Regions from separate parts of the Macaca mulatta genome. Here region 2 is linked to region 1. Evidence: chromatin contacts called from public Hi-C data. All regions are on one chromosome and are shown on one strand. Each heading gives the region's core, a stretch centred on a gene start, on an enhancer-like site or on the middle of the called end of the contact. The rest is flanking DNA. Distances are from core to core; before and after follow the strand shown.

What was found. Hi-C and Micro-C count contacts between places; a contact is called where the count stands out from the background.
Region 2: a contact with region 1 is called in a Hi-C map of fetal cortical plate, with 2.3 times the contacts expected there. The contact joins the promoter of KCNB1 here to the enhancer-like site in region 1. A contact is called at or near these places in 8 of 14 Hi-C or Micro-C datasets (CD4 T cells, blood, cortical neurons and 4 more).

Annotation. Positions count from the first base shown.
Region 1 is chr10:102,177,182-102,180,284 of T2T-MMU8v2.0, forward strand. No RefSeq gene overlaps it. Among named protein-coding and RNA genes, the nearest start is that of ZNFX1, 67 kb to the left of the region's middle. Within about 2 kb of position 1,425, at least 9 of the 40 cell types and tissues checked have an H3K27ac peak or open chromatin away from gene starts, as enhancers often do. A contact at or near this core is called in fetal cortex germinal zone and fetal cortical plate, where this site is marked.
Region 2 is chr10:102,312,698-102,315,788 of T2T-MMU8v2.0, forward strand. KCNB1 (potassium voltage-gated channel subfamily B member 1) reads right to left here and starts at 1,541. Exons shown (of 2, transcript NM_001265653.1): 1 at 822-1,541. The coding sequence starts at 1,388. It overlaps LOC114670500 (a long non-coding RNA gene), which reads left to right and starts at 1,477. Exons shown (of 3, transcript XR_003720162.2): 1 at 1,477-1,584; 2 at 2,138-2,251.

The DNA of each region.
Region 1 (3,103 bases), core at 175-2,674:
CTGGTGTCATGCACATGCACAGCCATTTGCACAGGGCCCCACACTCACAAGCAGGCTGAGTTTGGTTTAGCATTCTGCTGTCGCTGGCTTGACATTCTTAATTTTTGAACAAGGGGCCCTGCATTTTCATTTTGTCCTGAACCCCACAAATTATGTAGCCGGTTTCATCGGGAGGTCTAGAACGACGTTGTCTTATTTGAGCGTCTGATATTTAAAATAACAATGGAGTCAACGTTTTAAAATCAGGAGCGTTCACACAACAGTCTGGCTTATTTTAGAAAATTAGAACATCTTGCCACTGTGAATCTGCATTCCCACACACTGCCACATGGGCTGGAGCTGGAGTCCTCTACACAGGCCACATCCGCCACTGTCCCCACCACTCCTGGAGGCTTTGGACTGAGTCTCTTTGCTCATTTGCAGAGCTTCCAGCATGATGGCTGGGATCACGGGCTTTGAAGCCAGGTGTGTATTCAGCCGTACTGTTAATCATCACAGTAACCTCTCTCTTAGGGTAGTAAGGATTAAACTAGTTAATATATGCAAAGCATCTGGAATATGTTGTACTGTTATTGCTACTTTTCTGCTTTTTCCTGGTGCTGAAGCTCAGACCCCAAGTCTGAGGGCTGCCCCTCCAGGAGCTGGAAACTGCACCTGTGAAAACTGGCTATGAGAGCGTCTCTTCCTGCTGTCCCACGTGGCAGCCCTTGTCAATGTCCACTTTCTCCACCTGTAGCACCAGAGTTCACACCTTGGGCCCGCCCTCCTAGCGTTATTTTGAGAGAAGGGCCTTCTGTCCTGTAAATAGGCTGAGTCATTGCTGCCTCCGGGCCTTTGCACACGCTGCACTTGCTTCCTAGAATACTTCTTTTCCCATCGCTTTGCTTGGCCATCTTCTCATTTTGGTCTAGCTCAAATGGTACTTCCTCAGGGAGGCTTTTCCTGATCGCCTAAGAAAAGTAGCCCTGTCCTCTTTCCCCCATCATACACATCGGTCTATATTATTTTCTTCCCAGAATTGGTTTGTCTTGTAACTCCCAGAGGACCAGGTCTGCCTTGGTCACTGCTATATCCCTAGCACTTAGGCTGCTGCCTGGCACATGGTAGGTGTTCGATAATTATTTGTTGAATGAAGGAAGGAAGGAAGAAAAGAACTCATCAACTCTTCATGACCACCCTATAAAGCAGGGACGAGAGACCTGAGTCCTGGAGAAGAGAAGGGACTCCTCAAGGCACAGCCCAGAAGGAACAGAAAGGGTGATGGGGACCCAGGTTTTCTGCTTCTACACCCCCTGTCCCCCAATCCCCCAGGTGGGAAGCAGCAGGGACATTTGGATCTTTGACTCACCCAGCCGCCCAGAATGGGTCAAGTGTGCAGCAAGGCCCAGGGCACAGTGTCTGAGGGTGGTGAGAGCGATTCACCCAGGCAGCCAGGAGGCAAGACTGTTTACAGGGACTGGCGGCTGTTGCCATGACAACTGGACAGCCTACAGCTTCCTGCGTCACCAGGGACGCAGGTTTGCTCTTGGCTGGGATGCAGTGGGGACAATGGAGGGGGGGCTGGGAAATGAGGGGACCCTAAACACTCAGTCTTGGAGGAGGGAGTTCTCATTTCTGTTTGTTTTTTTTTTGAGATGGAGTCTCGCTCTGTCACCCAAGCTGGAGTGCAGTGGTGCAATCTCAGCTCACTGTAACCTTCGCCTCCCGGGTTCAAGTGATTCTCCTGCCTCAGTCTCCTGAGTAGCTGGGATTACAGGCATGTGCTACTATGCCCAGCTAATTTTTGTAGTTGCAGTAGAGAAGGGGTTTCACCGTGTTGCCCACGCTGGTCTGAAACTCTTGATCTCAAGTGATCTGACTACCTCAGCCTCCCAAAGTGCTGGGATTCCAGATATTAGCCACTGTGCCCGGCCGGGAGTTCTCATTTCTGAGAGTTGCTTGAAGGCTGGGAGGGACTGGTGATGCTACCTAAGTGTGTGTGTGTGTGTGTGTGTTTGTGTGTGTGTGTGTGTGTTCAGTGTCTGGGCTGTGTGGAGCCAGGTTGCCTGAGTCTCAGCTTTGCCTCTTCTGTGCTATGGCATTTTGGGCAAGTGAGTTAACCTCTCAGTGCCTTAGTTCCCTCTAATGTAAAATGAGGTGGACATTAGTACCTCATAGGACTGTTATGAGGATTAAATGAGATACTACTCTCACAGCACTTACAATGCACCTTGCATTGTTCCTTAATTCTTGACATCAATCTACATCTGACTCTAGGTTGCCTTCTTGCTGGGGTAGTGGGAAATTTGGTCTCAATCATCCTCAGAGATCCCCACTTCCCTGGATTTTTTCATTCATTCAACAAATAGTTATTGAGCACGTACTGCGTGCCAGGTATTGTTCTAGAGGCTGAGACCACAGCAGTGAACAAAGCAAACAAAAATCCCTGGCAGAGTAGAGCTAATATTCTAGTGGGGATAGATAGACATTAAATATGACAAAAAGGAAAATAGATATTATATCAGATGATAATAAGAAGAAAAAGAAAGCAGGGCTGGGGGATTCCAACTGTAGAGGAGCCATTGCAATTTTAGAAAAATTGGTGTGAGGGGATGTGAGTGTGTCAGGGAAGGCCTCACTGAGACAGTAACCTTTGAGTGCAACTTGAAGAAGATAAAAGAGGGGAGTCACATGGTTATTTGCAAGCACATTCCAGGCAGAGGGAACAAGTGCAAAGGCCCTGAGGCAGGAGCATGAACATGTATGTGACTGTATCGTGTAGTCATATCTCTTGGCACGTCTGCATGTGTGATGTTATGTGGGACACATTGGTGGCATATAGCTGGTTATGCCTGTCCACATGGGTGGCAATGCACATACATGTTTGTTTAGGTACAGGGCTGCTGTGTTCAGTCACAGAGGCTGTGCCTGCACAATTCAGGGAGTGGCATTCACACAGATTGCAATGAAGTGGGACCTCCTGGAGTTGTGCAGCACAGTGGCCCTGAGCATATACATAAGTAAATCAATGTAAAATGTCTGTGAAAATGTTCATATGTGTATGTGTCTGGATATTTAAATATAATGATATGCAAATATGTATATATGAATGTCTTTATTTAAA
Region 2 (3,091 bases), core at 291-2,790, 140 kb after region 1:
GGCTCCCACCCCAAGCCTTCCTCAGTCCCCTCCAGCCCCTGCCATTACCCAGCAGCACCAAAGACTCTCTGGCCCACTCTTTGTGTTCAAACTCATTCCTGCCTCCTCCTCCTCCTCCTTTATTTTTCACATTGCCTCATTTTTCTCTCCTATTTTGAAATTTACATCTTGTTCCAAGAGCCGAAGCATCTTTACAAGCTGCACCAACCATTCTTGAAATAAACTCACCAAATAAATAACCAGGGGGTGACCCCTCACCCACAAGCATCCACAACCAACTGCATGTCTCATGTGGGTTCACACCCACCCCTCTGGGTCCCTTCTTATGTTTAAACTACCTGACAGTATCTCAATGTCCTGTAAGCATGTCTGTAAGCTGCTTTTATTCCCTTCCTGGCGCAGAGTGAGGTTATAAATATGGAGATATTAAAATCACAGGGTGACCCAATCCAGCCTAGGTCTGGGACTTCACAGGGAACCAAACCCTACTCCACCCCAGCAAGCCTGTGTTGTCTCTCTGTGCTCTCTCTCTTATTCATTAGTGTCCATCTTCTTGCTGTGGCTTTTTATGGGTCCCTGTAAAACCTTCTCTCCAACAAAGTAGGGGTATAACGTCTTGGATAATAAAAAGATGGAGTGACCAGTGCCACATGGGAAAAGTCTGAGGGGGTTGGTCTTCACCTCTGGGGACTCATCCTAGCCCCTCCCCATCACTAATATTCATCTTTGGGAACGAAGCCAGAGTCCTTCAGCAGTGGTCCTCAATATGGGGATGCAGGCAGATCCCCCCCAGCCCAGCAGCCCCCAGATCCCTGACTCACCTTGGCAGCCACGGAGGAATTCGGCTTCTCCAGTAGATCCCAGAGTTTTTTCCTCTTCTCTGCACAGCACGTGTTATCGAACTCCTCGCCTTCCCGCTCCCGTAGGGTCTCGGCCTCACGCTTGAGCTCCTCGTTCATCTGCTCTTTCTTCTGGTGGTAGCGGGCCTGGCAGCAGGACTCCAGGTAGATCTCGTCGATGCCCCAGTAGTCGAGCTCTTGGCTGAAGCTGAGCGCGCACATCTCCTCCATCATGTGCAGTCGCCCAGTGCGGTAGAAGTTGAGGATGGAGGTGAAGGCGCCCGGGTGGCGGTCAAAGAAGTACTCGTTGTCGTCGAGGCTGTAGTCGTCGCACACCTCGAGCAGCGAGTCATGCGTGTTGCAGTCGCGGAGCTTGCCCAGCCGCGTGCGGGGCAGGCGGTCCAGGGTACGCCAGAGCACCTCGTGCGCCAGCCCCCCGACGTTGAGGCGGACCCGCCGAGAGCACGCCTTGCTGCGCACGATCTCCATGGGCTCGGGCGGCAGCGAGCTGGTGGAGCGGGAGCCATGCTTCGTCATGCCCGCCGGCATCGCTGATCCGGCCGCCCCCGCCCCCCCTGCCCCCCCAGGCCGCTGTCAGTCGACGGCAAGGCCCGCTGCTGCGGGGGAGGGGGGCAGGGAGCGCTGTGGGCTGCTGGGGGTGCAGGGGGCCGCGCGGGCGCGCGTCACGGCCGTCTTCTCACCTCCATCCCGACGGCTGCGAGGCAGAAAGCGAAAGCGGACGCGGGTCAGCAAACGGGGAGCTAGGCATGCTGTCCCCCCGCCCCCCACCTCTCCACTAGGCTCCCAGCCGGCCTTGACCTTCCCCGCGCTTAAGCAGCTCAGTGGGGTAGGACGGATGGGCGCTGTCCCTCCAGCCGGTGCTGAAGTCCGCCCCACCCCATGGACGGAGGGAGGGGCTGCCCCTCGGGGCGGGGAGAGAGCCCCAAGAGATGCCCCTGGAGCCCGGGAGGCCCCACCCCGGGCTTCTGCGGCCCAGGCGCGACCCAGCCGCCCGGGGCGCTGTCCGCCCCTTAGAGTGCTGAAACTCGATTCTTTATGGGTCTCCCGATCGAGTCCCGAACCTGGCCCCACCATGGGGAGAGAGGGGGAGCTGCATGAAAACTTTCTTTCTTTCTTTCTTCTTCTTTCTTTCTTTTTTCTTTTCTTTTTTTTTTTTTTTTAACGAGTTCTCTTCTTTTCCTTCCCCTGCTCGAGATAATCAAGATTTTGGGGGTGGGGAATGGCAGCGGGCTTTTTTCTAAATCTTAAAAGATTTGGGGGAATTCCGGGGGTTCCAGGTGCCCACCTGTCCGAGGTCACAACAGACGGAGTGTGCACAACAGCCCCTCTGTCCTGGAGCGACCCCTCTTCCCAAACATCGGAGCATCTCCTGAGGTCGCTCCAGCGACGAGGTGAGCCGCGAGGAGGAAAAGCCCACTCTCGCCTCTCCCTCTGCGCCCCCAACCCTACCGCAGGAGGGGCGGGCAGAGTCCTCAGGATCCGCCTGCTCCGTCCGCCCCTCGCTCCTTCCCCGCCCCCTTCTCCTCCTCCTCCTCCTCCTCCTCCTCCTCCTCCTCCTCCTCCTCCTCCTCCTCGTTCCTCTCCTGCGATGGCTTTTTATAACTCCGGGTTCTGCGCCTTTCCCCGGGTTTGGAAGGGAAGGGGTGGGGGAGGTGGGAGGCGGGGAAATGAGCTAAATTTTCTGGCCTTTTCAAAACGTGCCATCCTCCTACCGCGCACTGGTGATTTCGGGGGGTTTCCGTGAGCACCCCCTGCATGTAGGGCTCACGCCTTAGCCCCAGAAAGGGGATCGCGCGCCCCCCCAGGCCCCAGCCCTTGCCTGCCTCCCACCCCGCTCCCCTCCAGCCTGGAGCTGCGGAGCCCGAGCAGACCAACAGGCCGAGCTGCGGCAGGCAAGCCCCCTGCCCGTGTCCCCATGCACCCCCAAGGAAGGCCGTACTCCCCAACACTCACCCCCAGGGCGGCCGCCTCCTGGGGCCAGGGACCGCGCATCGTCCCGGCCGCCCGGGCGCCCCCGCCCGTGGGCAGCGGCGGTCCCGGGGCCGGGCTGGGCCGGGCCTACCCCGGCCGGGCAGGCAACGCGCCCGGGCTGCAGGCGCCGCGGGGCCGGGGCGCGCTCTCCGAAGCTGGGGACGCGGGCGGGCGCCGGGGGCGCGGGGGCAGGACCGCGGCCGCGCGGAGCCTCCTCCACCTCCTCCTCCTTCTGCTCCCGCGGCGGCAGCGGCGGCTGC